2 separate regions of the Oryzias latipes genome follow, and region 1 is linked to region 2. A link is a contact called in public Hi-C data. All regions are on one chromosome and are shown on one strand. Each heading gives the region's core, a stretch centred on a gene start, on an enhancer-like site or on the middle of the called end of the contact. The rest is flanking DNA. Distances are from core to core; before and after follow the strand shown. Region 1 holds the start of kiaa0513. Region 2 overlaps LOC101168458 (protein-glutamine gamma-glutamyltransferase 2).

Evidence for each region. A called contact is a pair of places that touch in the nucleus more often than the background predicts.
Region 1: a Hi-C map of gastrula embryo shows a contact between it and region 2, with 1.6 times the contacts expected there. The contact joins the promoter of kiaa0513 here to the enhancer-like site in region 2. A contact is called at or near these places in 4 of 5 Hi-C or Micro-C datasets (embryo, fibroblasts and gastrula embryo).

Annotation. Positions count from the first base shown.
Region 1 is chr6:26,340,116-26,347,374 of ASM223467v1, reverse strand. kiaa0513 reads left to right here and starts at 3,125. Exons shown (of 13, transcript XM_020704187.2): 1 at 3,125-3,657. It overlaps LOC101159009 (carboxylesterase 5A-like), which reads left to right. Exons shown (of 13, transcript XM_023956000.1): 10 at 695-836; 11 at 917-1,066; 12 at 1,446-1,518; 13 at 2,329-3,009. The coding sequence ends at 2,512.
Region 2 is chr6:26,212,878-26,220,102 of ASM223467v1, reverse strand. LOC101168458 (protein-glutamine gamma-glutamyltransferase 2) reads right to left here. Exons shown (of 15, transcript XM_023955994.1): 5 at 6,430-6,558; 6 at 6,160-6,337; 7 at 5,962-6,082; 8 at 5,779-5,882; 9 at 5,568-5,710; 10 at 5,390-5,489; 11 at 3,477-3,622; 12 at 3,280-3,409; 13 at 3,041-3,201. Among protein-coding and RNA genes, the nearest start is that of LOC101168458, 9.2 kb to the right of the region's middle. Within about 2 kb of position 3,097, at least 1 of the 8 cell types and tissues checked has an H3K27ac peak or open chromatin away from gene starts, as enhancers often do. A contact at or near this core is called in gastrula embryo, where this site is marked.

The DNA of each region.
Region 1 (7,259 bases), core at 1,876-4,375, 130 kb before region 2:
AACTGAGGGAAGGAGGATGTTCCCCAAAATCTCGCAAAAATCCATGCTACACCTTGACTTACCCTTGCAAGTTGTAAAAGTGTTTGCCAGGACCTGTCACCTGCAGCATGCCATATGTGTATGAACATTTGTGGCCTTAATTATTTTAAGGTCATACGCTTGCTTGTTTTGTGCGGGCCATTTGGGCGTCCCGTACAATTCTGCCCTTGAATGCAGTTGTGACCAAGTTATGATGGAGTCATGGGTGTCTATGGTTTTTCTGCATTTTTTCCTTCCAGCTAAGGTTTGCCCTCTGCAGAAAAGTGAAAAGTTGTCAACTTTTTTTGTTCCCAAAACTATTGAATTTTTTCCCTGATAGCTTCCTGTCCTGTCTGTCCATCCATCCATTCATTTTCTGAACCTGCTGTATCCCTGGGGATACGCTCTGGACAGGTCACCAGTCTGTCACTGGGCTCCTGTCAGGGTCTTTGTTGCTTATTTCTCACACACTAGTAGCTTATATACTACCATACTTCACTGAAAAACACCACATTCCATTCACTTATAATATTGAGGCAAAACAGTGTTATTTTCTTTAAAAAGTGTTAAAAAATAAGTGAACTGTGAACCATTTTCCAGCTCCTGAGAAATTTTGGTGGATGTTTGTACAGCTTGTGATAACTGATTAAGGCTTTAACATGTGTTTCTGTTGAAGGTCCCTTCAGCCAACGACCTGATCGCAGATGAATACCTGAAAGATGCTAAAACTCCGGAGGAGATCAGAGACGCCTTCACTGAAGTCATAGGAGACCTCCTGATGACCCTGTCGACAATCAAAGTCGCCGGATATCACATAGGTTAGAGGGTCAAATGAGGCTTCAGAGTGGAGTAAACCATCAGTGAACACTGTACTTTGTGCTTATCTCTTTGATTTCAGACGCAGGCGTTCCGGTTTACCTGTACGAGTTTGCGTACAGCGCAGACGTGCACAAAGACAAAAGGCCCAGCTTTGTGAGGGCGGATCATGCAGACGACGTCGGCTTCGTGTTTGGTGGATGTTTCTGGGATGGAAATATAAAAATCACAGGTATATGCCAACATACAGTGGTACCCTGCGAAACACAATTCCAGTTGATTTCTATGGTAATTCTTTTCACATCGCCATGGAAAATTTGGACTGTCCTTGAGTGGAAGAACTTTGAGAATACCTTTTATTTGGCAAACAGTAAACACAAAGATAAATCTGAGCCACATAAAATCCAACTGGCTGAATTCATCTTCTTTTTGTGATGGAAAGTGTGAGTTCTTCAGGCAAACAATTGGTTCATTAATTGATGCAAGTTCCTTCTGTGAGTGTTTGTTATGGAGGTCATTTTTTTCTGTAGAGCATTTTTTGAAATGCCAGGTACCGCTGGATTGATTCATCAGAATGAGCTCATGATGACTTGTAAACTGTTTGCTTTAAGGAAACGTCACTGAAGAGGATGAACGAGTTTGTCGAACCATGATGTCATATTGGGCCAATTTTGTTCGAACAGGGTAAGGTCATAACATTTGAAATGGACAAAAAATGATGCTTCATTGCTGATTTAATAACCAGAACGCATGCTCTCCCCACCCACATTATTGACATGATGGTGATAAAGACTCCATGCAGAAGTTGAAGATTGATTGTAGACTGTACAAAGTATTACTACTGAGAGATGTTGCTGCTTTTTTTTCTTTTATTTGGAGCGCTGTCTTTTCTTCAAACTTTAAGCAATATACAATGAGCTGTTGGGGGCTCAGTGATGAGGTAGAGACAGCAGTTTGGGCCCCTTTGGGCTACTTTGCTGGTAGCGAAAAGTCTTCTGTCAATTACAATAAAGAGCTAAAGTTGAGTCATTTTGCTCTATGCATGTTTCAATTTTTTGACTCAACCATTGTTGTTTAGTTACTGTGGCAACACTGTCAAATTTTGATTTGTAAGAGCCAGTTTTACCAGGTCGGATGTTTGCGCAATCTTTAAAGAGTTACAGGAAATTTTTTAGAGGGTTTGCAGAAAAATGATGCAGGAATCTATTTTCGCACTTGAGAGTTGGATCACGATATGGTTGCCTAATAGTGGTTTTGTGGGCTCAGTTCTTCACCTTCCGTATTAACGTGGCTTTCAGTCATTTTTGGTGAATAAAAATCAGTAAAACAATCGTAGACTTTGTCTAAATGGAGATTAAGAGGAACTACAAAATAGAAACCGTCTTGAGATCTTCAAAAATTGTTGATGTAGTTTTGGTCTATAGCTTTTGCTTATCTTTAATAGCAAGGATTACTTCCTGCTCTGTTCCCTGACATGATTGAGTTTCTCTGCAGGTCACCCAATGGTCCAGGTCTAGTCAGCTGGCCTCAGTACGACTGGAAGAAGCAGGAGTACATGGAGCTGGGTCTGGTCCAGGCTGTGAAACAGAAGCTGAAAGAAAACAGAGTTAATTTTGTGGTCTTTACCCTCCCACAGAAGCTCCAACAATTAGCAGCAGCTGCCAAAGATGAGCCGTGACCTCTGCGAGCAGTCTCCAGAACTTAGTCCATTTACTTCTGTTTAAGAATTGTCTGTTCTACACAGCAAGTTTTAAGTTTAGAAAACTTCCTAAACAATTCTTTGTTTCATACTGCTTTTAATTGTCTGTAATTAAAATAATTTTGTCATTGACAACAGTAATTAAATAAATAAAAATTAAAAAACACACAAATGTGGGTGAAATAACATGATTAACCGGATGACAATTAAAAGCATGGCTCAAGAACAGCACTGGTGGATGCACTCACTCTGTAAGGTTTGGATAGCAGCACAATTTATTTCTTCTGCTTCATTTTTTGAGATTGAGATTGAGATTTCAGCTTTGCTAAACTTATAAAATCCTGAATTTCATTAGAACAGACAGAAATCTCTTTGTGCTGATTATATTCGTATATGAATATATGCTATGAATACATGCTGCTCAGATGACAAATATGGGTCCAAGTTGATTTGCAAATAAACTCTGATGGAATTTACTTCAGTGCTAATGTTCTGTGGATGTGAAGAACAAAAAGATGTTATAAGTAAATAAATTATTTAAAGATTAAATGTTGGTAAAGGTTTAGATTAGAGACTAGCAGATATTAGGCATGGACATCATAAAAAAGGCTGGGGGGGGGGGGGTTATGGAGTTGGAGCTTCTCTGAAATAATATTTTATGTCAATTGTTTGCCACACCTGATGTGGTTAACAAGTTTAATTTGAAATACAAATCTTATTATGTAAAAAAATAATAATAAAAGGTTTTATAGGAATTTATGTTAAAGGGGAATGTAATCAAAATATCATTACAAAAGAAAAATGTAAATATTGTTTGAATAGACTACATTATATCCGAAATTGTGTTAAAGTAACTGGTAATAATAATAAAAAATAACTTTCTTTTCTGTGGATTGAAATGATAGAACATTATTTTTTTCTTTATTATGAAGGAAATGTGCGATTAAATCCCAGCTCGGAGGCTTTGTCGCTGATTGGCTTAGCTTGTTCCTGACGTCATTGGGTTCCCCCCGCAGTCGTGTTTGCAGTGTTTCGCGCAGGCGCACTTGAAGCAGGACCTCAGTCACGTCTGTCGAGGCTCGGCGGGTAGCAGCACCTTTCTCCTTCCAGCTCTCACGTTTCACGTACGTAAAATCTCGGGTTTCATGTTACGGATTCATTTAAGATTCAGTTTGAACCCAGAACGTTAGGTTTCCCGAACTCACGACGTTTCCTCTCGTTTGTGTCGGTTTGAATGGCTGATCATGAGGGCAAAGCGAAGGATCAGACTCGGATCTGTTTTGGTTTTTCGGAACCCCGTTGCCGTTGCCTTTCGTCTGTTTGGTGTTTTCCTCTGCGGGGAGGTGTCCCCCTCCCCCGAGCTGGTGTGGGGGCATCCCCGCGGGCCTTCGATCATCAAGCTCGGCTTACAGGAAGCGTCAGCCCCGTCCGTGTTTGCTCAGAGCAGCTTCCTCCAGCAGCTGTCAAGTGCGCGGAGGAGGCGCGCTGATGCCGTCAACCGAACTCCCATTACAAACTCTGAGGTTTAACGTATTTTACCATTCTGGCAAATATAAAAAGCAGAAAAAGGGAAGGCCACACTTTTCCCTAAATATTAGGAAAACCTGTGTAATTCGGCACCTTTTTAATTGTAGTCTAAGTTATCCTTTTGCTTTTGTCCTTTCGTTTGCAGTGCTTGCAGCACACATGATAATTCTCACATGAAAAGCACAGATTTTTGTAAAATGAAAAATGCCGGATGTGAAGTTACTTTTGGTTATCATTGCTTGCATTGTGTGTCACTGTCCTGTGGAGTACCTCAAAGCTCTGTTTTGGTACCAGTTTAGTCTGTTTTGCCACTAAATTCCTGTAACAAACAGTAAAGCTGCTTTTATCCAACATATCACATTAAACTTATTTAGGTTTTGCAAACATTGGTTTAAATAAAGCTAATAAACACTGTAAACAAATTTGAGGTCATCCATCCATTTTCTTAGTCGCTTTTGGGGTCGAGTTGCCCAGCTACTATTGGGCAAAGGCGGGGTACACCCTGGACACGTCGCCAGTCTGTCACAGGGCACCATTTGAGGCCATTTTTTTATCCAAACCTGCACATACATCAGTGTTATTCTGCATGAGTCCAGAGACCTCTAATGGGCCTGCACTTCATCTGTCTGACAGACTGCTTATCTTGAATTTGCACATGGAGCATAACTTCCTCCGTCCTTTTCCAGCATCCACTGTCCATATCACCCGGCTCTCCTTGTATCTGCTGTATTTTTGGCTTTATCGGCTGTGAAAGGACGAAGATTGACGGGCTGGAACGATTCTTTTAGCCGTGCGGGGTCGACATTTTGTCCACTCTTGTGCTCTGCAATTTTTGAATGAAGGGTTATGATGGGAAATCTGGGACAGTATAGTAAAAATCATAAAAACACTAATATAAACGTAAATACATTTTTGACCCCAGTCTCCTCATAGCTGTGGCTGCCTGTTGTGTGCAGATGAAATGAGATTGTACAGACTTCAGCTGAGATTGTGAACCAGGACCCACTTCTGCTTATCACACTGTTTCAGTCGTCGGCATCACTCTCTGACCAAACGTTTCTGTCTTTAGTTAACTCCTGCTTTGACCCACCAGACTGTTTTTTTTCTAACAGGTGTGACTCTTTAAAAAAAAAAAAAAAAAACTGCTCAATTTCTATGGAGTCCCAAACTGTTCATAATTAAATAAATAAATAAATAATTAAATAAATAAATAAATATGACATTGTGCAATCACAAAATCGAACAATAAATCTCTCATGAACATATAAAAAGATCATGGAATAGTGAAAAACCTGAAAATAGATTTTAAATTAGCCATTATATTATTCGATATATTTCATTTTGCTTTAAAACCCCGTTCATTATTTTAAAACAGCATTTTAAAATATTCACTTTTAATCACATTGATTATTATTATAATTCTATGGCTTTTTTTTAAGAAAACTCGGATTTCAAAATCAACATTTTACAAAGTATCTTTGTTTTTATTTCACATTGCTGTTTTTCAGAATGAATAATTTATTTCATGTTGAGCTTTTCCAGCAGAATGAGTCTGTCTTTCAATCAAACCAGACAAGGCGGAGACACTTTTGTGATTGGCTACTCCTTTACTCAGACATAAGCAGCAGCACCCGAACTACATCCATTGAAGTTGCAGCAGTCTTCTGCAGCATACAGATTGTTTGTCTCTATTTGATCTCTAATGTCAGCAAAGCCGTGCAGATTTCTCAGAAATATGTAATCTCTCTGATTGGCACACCCCAGAGCGGGTATCTAGGAATACGAGTCGATTTCCAGGGATCAGCCAATGTGCGTTTAGATCCCGCCCACTTTCAAGCTCAACAGGGTCTTCTTTCCCCGCTGATTCTGCCAAGCCCCTTCCCTTGGCTGTGGTTTTGCTAGATAGGAGGTAGGGACAGTGGGAATCTCGTTCATCCATTCATGCGCGTCACTAATTAGATGACGAGGCATTTGGCTACCTTAAGAGAGTCATAAAGAAATCCGTCACTTAGAAAAATACTCTTCCTCACTATAAAGCACAGTTGTGAAGGACTGAGCTTTTTGACAGCAGCTTTTAATATGCTTAAACAATATAACCATGTATTAACATAAAACATGCATAACTGAGGTCATTTGAAGACCACTCTCAATGCTGCTGGGAGGCCCGAAAACCTTCTCTCTCAAATTTCACTGAAGGATTCTGGGTCAGGGAAGCCCCAAGGTCGATTTAGATTCCCATTTCGACCTGCGGCTAAACTGCCTGGATGTGGACCAGTGGACCGGGAAGGGGAGGGGGGGCTCATGTACTGAGCTGGGGTTCCATAATGCAGCAAAGACATGCGGGGAAAAGCTGATTTGTGGCTTTGAATTTTCTGCAGTGTGGCTCTGAAGTGACAGAGACTGATTAGCTGTGAGCGGAGCACCATCAGACCCGCCTCTTCTGCTGTACTTTTGAGTGTGTTTAGTTATATTTTTGGTGGGTGGGGGCTACTCTGGGGTAATTTTGCATAACGGCTCTCATTTGTGTGCTGTTCAGTTTTACACGAACGAGGAGTGGGAAATATGCAGGAGGTGCAGCCAGAGGTGCAGAGCCTCCTCCTCAAATCGCACATGGTGTTTGAATCCTTCACCCTCGCTATTGGGGGGGGGGGGGGGGGGGGGGGGCTTGTAAAGGGTGTGGGTTGATAGAGAGGAGGAAGCCCACGTAAGCAAAAACAGTGCAGGCTTTTGCGGGCAAAGATGTGTGCAGGACCTGGGGGGGTGGAGGTGGAGGAGGAGGAGTGGCCGATGGCGCTTGTCAATCCTAATGGCGTCTTTGACCAATAGGGGTTCTTATTGCCGCCATTCATCATCAGCGAGGGAGCACTGCTGACTGGGGGGGCTGCTCCCGTCATGCATGATTGTCTGATAAAGGTGTGTGTGGGGGGGTGTCACAACTTCTGCATAATCTGTGGGATGATTGTATGGAATACCAGAAGTGCCGCAGAAAAAAGACAAACCGTTGAAAAGAATTCTACATAAAACCATATTTACATCTCTGAAAAAACTATCAGCTTTTGTCATTTTCTAATTATTTCATGGATTTTTCAAAAGGTTGATCCTTTGTTTTAGTCCTCCCTTCGCGGAGGTTGTTCCAGAAATAACCTGAGATAATTCAACCCGCAAAAGTATGATTACAGATGTTTTTAAGGCTGTAAAA
Region 2 (7,225 bases), core at 1,848-4,347:
CAATTCAAATAAAGAAAATTCAAAGATTCTTTTCTCCCTCATCTCTAACATCATCAAACCTCCTGACTCCCTTCCATCACATCTCTATTCAACTGATTTCTGCAACACCTTGGCTTCATTTTTCACCACAAAAATCCACCTTATTCATCAACAGCTTACCCCCTACTCTGCTCCATTTCTATCTTCCATTCCATCTTTTACGTCTGATGATTCGTTTTCTTCATTTACCCTACCCACAGTTAGTCAAATAACTACATTAATTAAAAAATCCAAACCTTCCACATGCCAGCTTGACCCACTGCCCACCATCCTTGTTAAAGCTACAGCTCCCTCTCTTTGTCCTCTCATCAACATCATAATCCATGCTTCCCTCACCTCTGGAATCGTTCCTCCTGCACTGAAAACTGCTGCTGTCACTCCCATACTTAAAAAACTGGGTGCAGATCCCACAGACCTCAATAATTACCGTCCCATTTCCAACCTTCCATTCATTTCAAAAATTCTTGAGAAAGCAGTATCTGCTCAGCTTCATGCTCATCTGTCCTCCAATAATCTGTATGAACTTTTCCAATCCACCTTCCGTCCCCTTCATAGTACTGAAACTGCTCTTCTAAAAATTACTAATGACCTTCTCCTCTCTGCTGACTGTGGTTTATTATCCATCCTTCTTTTACTTGATCTCAGTTCAGCTTTTGACACCATTTTTCATTCTATCCTCTTGAACAGACTCTCTTCCATTGGCATCTCTGGCACCGTCCTCTCCTGGTTTCATTCCTACCTGTCTGACCGTACTCAGTTTATCCAACTGAAATCTTTCACTTCTCATTCTGTCCCCATCACAACTGGTGTCCCTCAGGGTTCTGTGCTCGGTCCACTCCTCTTTATTATCTACCTTCTCCCGCTTGGTCATATTTTCCAAAAACACCACATCCATTTTCATTGCTATGCGGATGACACCCAGCTCTACCTTTCCAGCCAACCCAACTCCACACTGCCTCCATAAGCACTGGTTGACTGCATCAATGAAGTCAAATCCTGGTTCACCTCAAACTTTTTAAAACTCAATAGCAATAAAACTGAACTTCTTCTGATAGACACCAAATCCACCCTGAGCAAGACCAACCATTTCTCTCTTTCCATTGACGGCTCCACCATCTCTCCCTCCCCTCAGGTAAAGAGTTTGGGTGTCATCCTCGACAGTAGTCTCTCTTTCACTTCTCACATAAACAGCGTCACCAGATCAGCTTACTTCCATCTACGCAACATCCAACGTCTACGTCCCTCCCTCACTACTCAGTCCACTGCTGTACTGGTACATAGTCTTGTTACTTCCCGCCTGGACTATTGTAACTCTCTTCTATTTGGTCTCCCACAAAAAACCCTCCATAAACTTCAAATGGTTCAGAATTCAGCTGCTCGTATCATCACACGCACTCCCTCCATCAACCATATCACACCTATTCTTCAACAGCTTCACTGGCTACCCATCCCATTCCGCATTCAATACAAAATCTTGCTCTACACATTCAAAGCCTTTCACAACCTTGCACCTCCATATCTCTCTGACCTCCTTCATGTCTCCATACCTGCTCGCTCCCTCCGCTCCTCTTCTTTTACCCAGTTTTCTGTCCCTTCTGCCCGTCTTGTCACCATGGGGAGCCGGGCATTCAGTTGCTCTGCTCCCCAGCTTTGGAACTCACTCCCCCCTGACCTCCGCAACACTGACACACTCCCACATTTCAAATCAAAGCTAAAAACTCATCTTTTCCAAATGGCCTATTCACTTTAACATTAACCTTTTCACGTTTTTATATATTTTTTATTTAATTTTGTATTTATTTAAATTGTTGTTGTTGTTTTAAGTGTTTATTGTATTTTTAACTGTATACATGCTGTGCGGCGACCTTGAGTGCCCAGAAAGGCGCCTTATAAATAAAATGTATTATTATTATTATTATTATTATTATTAACCCTTGTGCTATCCTAGGCACTTTACCATTGGGAGTTGGGTCATCTAGACCCACTAAACAGTGCTCTGAACCTTTTTTTCTTCAATGATTTGTGATCTTCACTGGTGTCCATGGATTACATGAAATCTTTCCACCTTTATCCACCTTTGTCATGGTAGGGAGAACGTGTCAATGTAAGGGTGGGATCATCTAAGATAGCACAAGGGTTAAAAGAATACATAAAAGCCAGGAATGGACATAAAAATACCTTTTAAGTATAAAAACAGAAAAAAGATCCAGATTTTTCTTGTATTTTTGGTCTATCTTGCCCGGTTTTTCCTTTTTGAAGACAAGTCTGAAATAAAATATCAAAAACCTAAATAATTCAGTCTTCATTGTGGATAATGTTTATAAAAAAGAGAAATGAGAACAAGCTTACCAGAGAGCTATTTTTGTCTTAAAAATAACAAGAAAACTAGAAAGATGATAAATTAGATGATAAAAATTAAATCTTGTAAATGAAGGTCAATCAAAAAAGAATTTCAGCCTCATTAAATAAGGTAACACCAACGCCTTTTTAGGTGTTTGGCCCAAAATGTAAATACTTTTGCATAAGTGAGGAACAATATTTACTCCTAAAAATATAAAACAGCCGACATCTCTGTTTATGAAGAACTGTAGATGTTCAAACACAAATCATTTTATTTCATTTATGTTAGTTAATATTCTGGTTATTAATTTCTAACCTGCTGTCAGCCTTCAGACCGATGAGGATGAGGATTGAGGGATTTAAAGTGGAACTGAATGAAGAGTCATGTCAAAGCATCCCACAATTTTCGGTTTACATAATAATTTAAACTTACTAGTTCATGTTTTAAAGATTCTATAGTGTGTTTTTGAGTCCTGGTATCTGCTTCTTTACAGTCATGTGACCAGGATAAACTCCTCCTACTTTACTTTGAAGCTCTGCCTGCAGTCTGTTTGTACCTGTGAACTATCATCTGTACAAAACAAGTGTTGTCATGGTTACATGGTCACAGAAAGGGCACATTTGAAAATACTGACTGTTGTAGGACATCCATAGCACGCACCTGTACGAGCAGCTCAGGGACGCTCAGTGGGACGTCGGCCACAGTCATGAGGGGTTGGTTCTGCCCCTGAGCCTCGGCGAAGGCTTTCACCCTGATTAGGTGATGCTCGGAGGTGCACTCGGCATAATCCTTGTAGCGCAGACGCAGCACTTCTCTGTGGCCTAAAAAACAAAAGGTTGAAGACGTCAGTGTGGTTTGAAAAAACATCGGAGCGTCATCTGCATCAGAGCTCTGCTGACCCTCATGAGCTGCCACCGTCACCCTTATCATCTGCCTCTGGCACTCCCCCTGGTGGACAGAGTTGTACGTCACACCTGTGGCCAGCACCGTCAGCTGAACTTGGGCATCTTCGTCTCCGTCGTTTCTCACCTGTGAACCCACAGTCATATTCACAGCACCAAAGACAACAGATCGGTCCTCACCCTGAGCTGCAAACCTCTGCGATCACATCGAAGTCGGATCCAAAAACCGGCCTTGCATGTTTGATGAGCAGCTGCAGTTGTGGAGGTTCTGTGCTCTCATTAGTCGGCTGTGTGACTCGACGCCCCGCTTTCTGAAACACGGTGCGCTCTTCCTTGGACCCTATTGTGAAAAAAATTACAGGTAAGCAAAAAAACTTGGCTGCATTGTGGTCCAGTGGTTAACACTCTTGCTACACAGTGAGAAGGCCCTGGTTCAATTCCCTGCTGGGACCCTTCTGTGAGGAGTTTGCATGTACATACATGGCATGGGTTTTCTCCAGGCACTCTGGCTTTCTCCCACAGTCCAAAAATATGCTTCAGAGGTTAATTAGTGTCACTAACTTGCCTCTCTTCACCCAACAGCAGCTGGGTAACACCTGAGCTGTAGTTATATTGACTCAAAACATTCCTGTTTAGCCGTGGATATGACTGAAGGGTCCTTATCCACACCTCTTTTCATTTTCTTTTCCCTTTCCTTTCTTTTAAAGTAAATTTTATAATGATTATGTATGTTTTCAATCTTTGCAGTGTTATGTATTGTGATTTTAATTTTAATTGTGACTTTTCCTGTGTTGTGAAGCACTTTGAAGTACTTTCTGTACGAATTGTGCTAAACAAATGAACTTGCCTTGCCTTGCTTTATTGTGTCAGTGTTAATTTGTTTTGGGGTGAGGGTATTTGAAGTAATATTTTAGTGTCCGTAGACAGGTCCCACCCTTATCTCCAGCAACTTGTTGTTTTGGCTTTCTACCACTCCAACTTCTTTACCCCCCCTTTTTTTCTCCCCCTTTGTTATGTACCCTTATTCAAAATCTCTAACTCTTCTTCTTTCTTCTATTTTTCCATTCACTCCAACAAGAAATGTATGCAAACATAATCAATACAAATAATATTTAGCCTCAAAAACAAAAGGAGTTTATTCAAACATACACCTCATGTGTCTGAAGATTCATAACCCCTCTAATGTAACTGTAAAATATGTGGATGGATGGATGGCTTGTTGTCATACTTAAATTAAACCAATAAAAATGACAGTTACAAGTCCTAATAAGAACGTTGATCACAGTTCAAAGGTCAAAATCAACATTTGTAGCATCTGTATCTAGGACTGTGTAAGTTAGCCCCGAAATTATTATTGATATTATTTAAAATGTAGAACTTTTTTAACCAGATACTTTAAAGCCCATATGTCAATAAACCATTGACTATGATAAAGAAAACAGGCCACACTAGGCAATAGGTTAGCTGTCTCGGTGAAATTCCTAAGTGCGTCTGAGGTTGTGCCCTGATTTAGTTGATGAATAAGAGCTAAAAATGAAACTCAACCTGATACAAGACAGGAATCAATTCAAGGATCAATTCTGTCCTTTCTGATTAACTCTGTTTCACCACAGCTGTAGCTTCAATGTTGACATTTTTTTGACTGCCTTAACTCTTTGATCGTTTAAAAAGCAGCCTTGCGCAGATATGCAACACTGCACAATAGTGAAGTGCTTACATAATCAACGTGAATCAGTTGATTGTGGAGAAAAGCGTCTTTGCGCTGTCATGCAGCATTGTGAGTTGGTTATCTGTTTCACATTGGTGAAAAACCAATATGTAGAGCCACTTCTCTTCACGTCAGAATCTGCTGATTTAAGTCGATCCTGTAAAAATTCATTGAGTTACGGTGTGTCAAAGACTCTGTGTTATGGAGGTGACACTACCAATGTTAATAGATTATTACCTAAAGCCGTCATTTTAAGACAAATCCAATTTCCTACCATGAATCAACACTAGAACAGTAAATAATAGATGTTCTCAGCAATTGTATCAAACCAAAGAAACAAAGATCCAGAGCATTGTTTATATGGGAATGTGAGTATGGACTGACACCAGGTTTCCTCACCTTCAGGATATTTGTAGAGCACAGTGAGATCTTCTCTGAAGTCTCCATAAACACTTTTAGTGCTGATTTTTCTTCCCACTGATTTCTGGTCAACGTATACCTGAGAACAGAAACAGGAAGTTATTTGGAAGTTAACTGGTTTCAAATAGGATCTCATGGTTTAAAACAAACACAACACCTTCTGTCGCTGGCCGTTTGGTAGGACCCTCCAGTGTGTGATATCAGCATTGACCTCTGCGAATACAAAGGGAGCGTCGTACTTCACTTGCAGGTTTCCCTCCTTAATGGCCGTCACTGGACATGGACCACAGCAGAACACGCCTGAGGAGCAAACCTTCATCAACTCTGCAGTCTGTCACACAAAAAGAAGGTCAGAGGTGGTTCTGTACCATCACTTCTTTCCTGCGGGGTCGGGTCCAAAATCTGCCAACCATCGTTTCCTTTTGGAAGATCATCTCTCCTCATCCAGGACTCAACCCAACAGTGAAAGTTCCTGAACCAATGAGAAGAAAAAAGAATTCACCACAAGGAACTGACTGTAAGCAAAAGCAAACCACAGAGTTTGGTCCCACCAGGTGCTGTCCTGCCGGCTGTTAAAGGTGTCTACTACGTCCACACAGAGGTTCCCATCCACGTCATGAGCCGAGCAGAAATTTGTGATGAGGCGTGTAGGGATTCCCAGACAGCGCAAGACTGTGGAGCAATCAGGTGCAGATCAGGTAAGTTTGACCACCAACACAGGGGACAGTTGGAGTTTGCGACAGCCTCACCTGTGCACGCCACACCGGCAAACACCCAGCACTGGCCGTACTTCACTGCTCTGGCTCTGGTGCTGCTCCACTGCCGAAGGATGGGGACACTGCCAGTCCATTTACTCGGAGCAACTCCGTTAGAGTACGGCGGTGTCCAGCTCCCAAATAACACGCCGTGATCATCGTTGGCATTGACCTGCCGAGGAGGAACAGACTGCACGTTTACAAAATCAAATGATCCACTCATGTCATGTGGTTTTGTTTAATCTGTTTGCTTGATTTTGTCACCATCGCAGTGATAATCCTGCTGATGTACACCGGGTCAGCTCTGCATTCCATGTCCATCTTTGAGTTCTTCAGGGCTTCTCTGGAGTTGTCCAGGACTTCAAAGCAAATGTCCATTATATTGTCTTCAAACTGAACAATGAGAGGGAAACCAAAGAAAGAAAATAGTTCATTATGAGCATATTTGTTTGACACTTTGCTGCGTTTTCTTTTTAACAGTCTTAAATGGCAGACATTTTAATAAGACCTAACTTCTCTGCGCTGGTGATGCAGTATATGATAGTTTTTCCAGGTTTCTAGAAAACATTGATTCATAGAGCTACAGTGAGGGGAAAGTCCAAACAGTTGTTCCAAATCCTTTAGAATTAGTCGGGTCGTGTTCAGGATCAGTTCACAAAAAAATGTGGTCGGCGAAAGTCTGGGAACTGCTGAAAAAAGGTTAACTTTATTCATTCATTCATTTTCTGTACCGCTTTGTCCCTTTCGGGGTCACGAGGCTGCCGGAGCCTATCCCGGCTACTTGGGCGTAGGCAGGGGATGCCCTGGACAGGTCCCCAGTCTGTCGCAGGGTAGAATGTCCACAATCACACACCCATGCACTCTCACACTCACACCTATGGACAATTTAGAGTTGCCAATTAACCTATGAAGCATGTTTTTGAACAGTGGGAGGAAGCCGGAGATCCCGGAGAGAACCCACGCATACACGGGGAGAACATGCAAACTCCACACAGAAAGGTCCCCAATTGATGTATTTTTCATGTCCCCCAGCCAGGACTTGAACCAGGGGCCTTCTTGC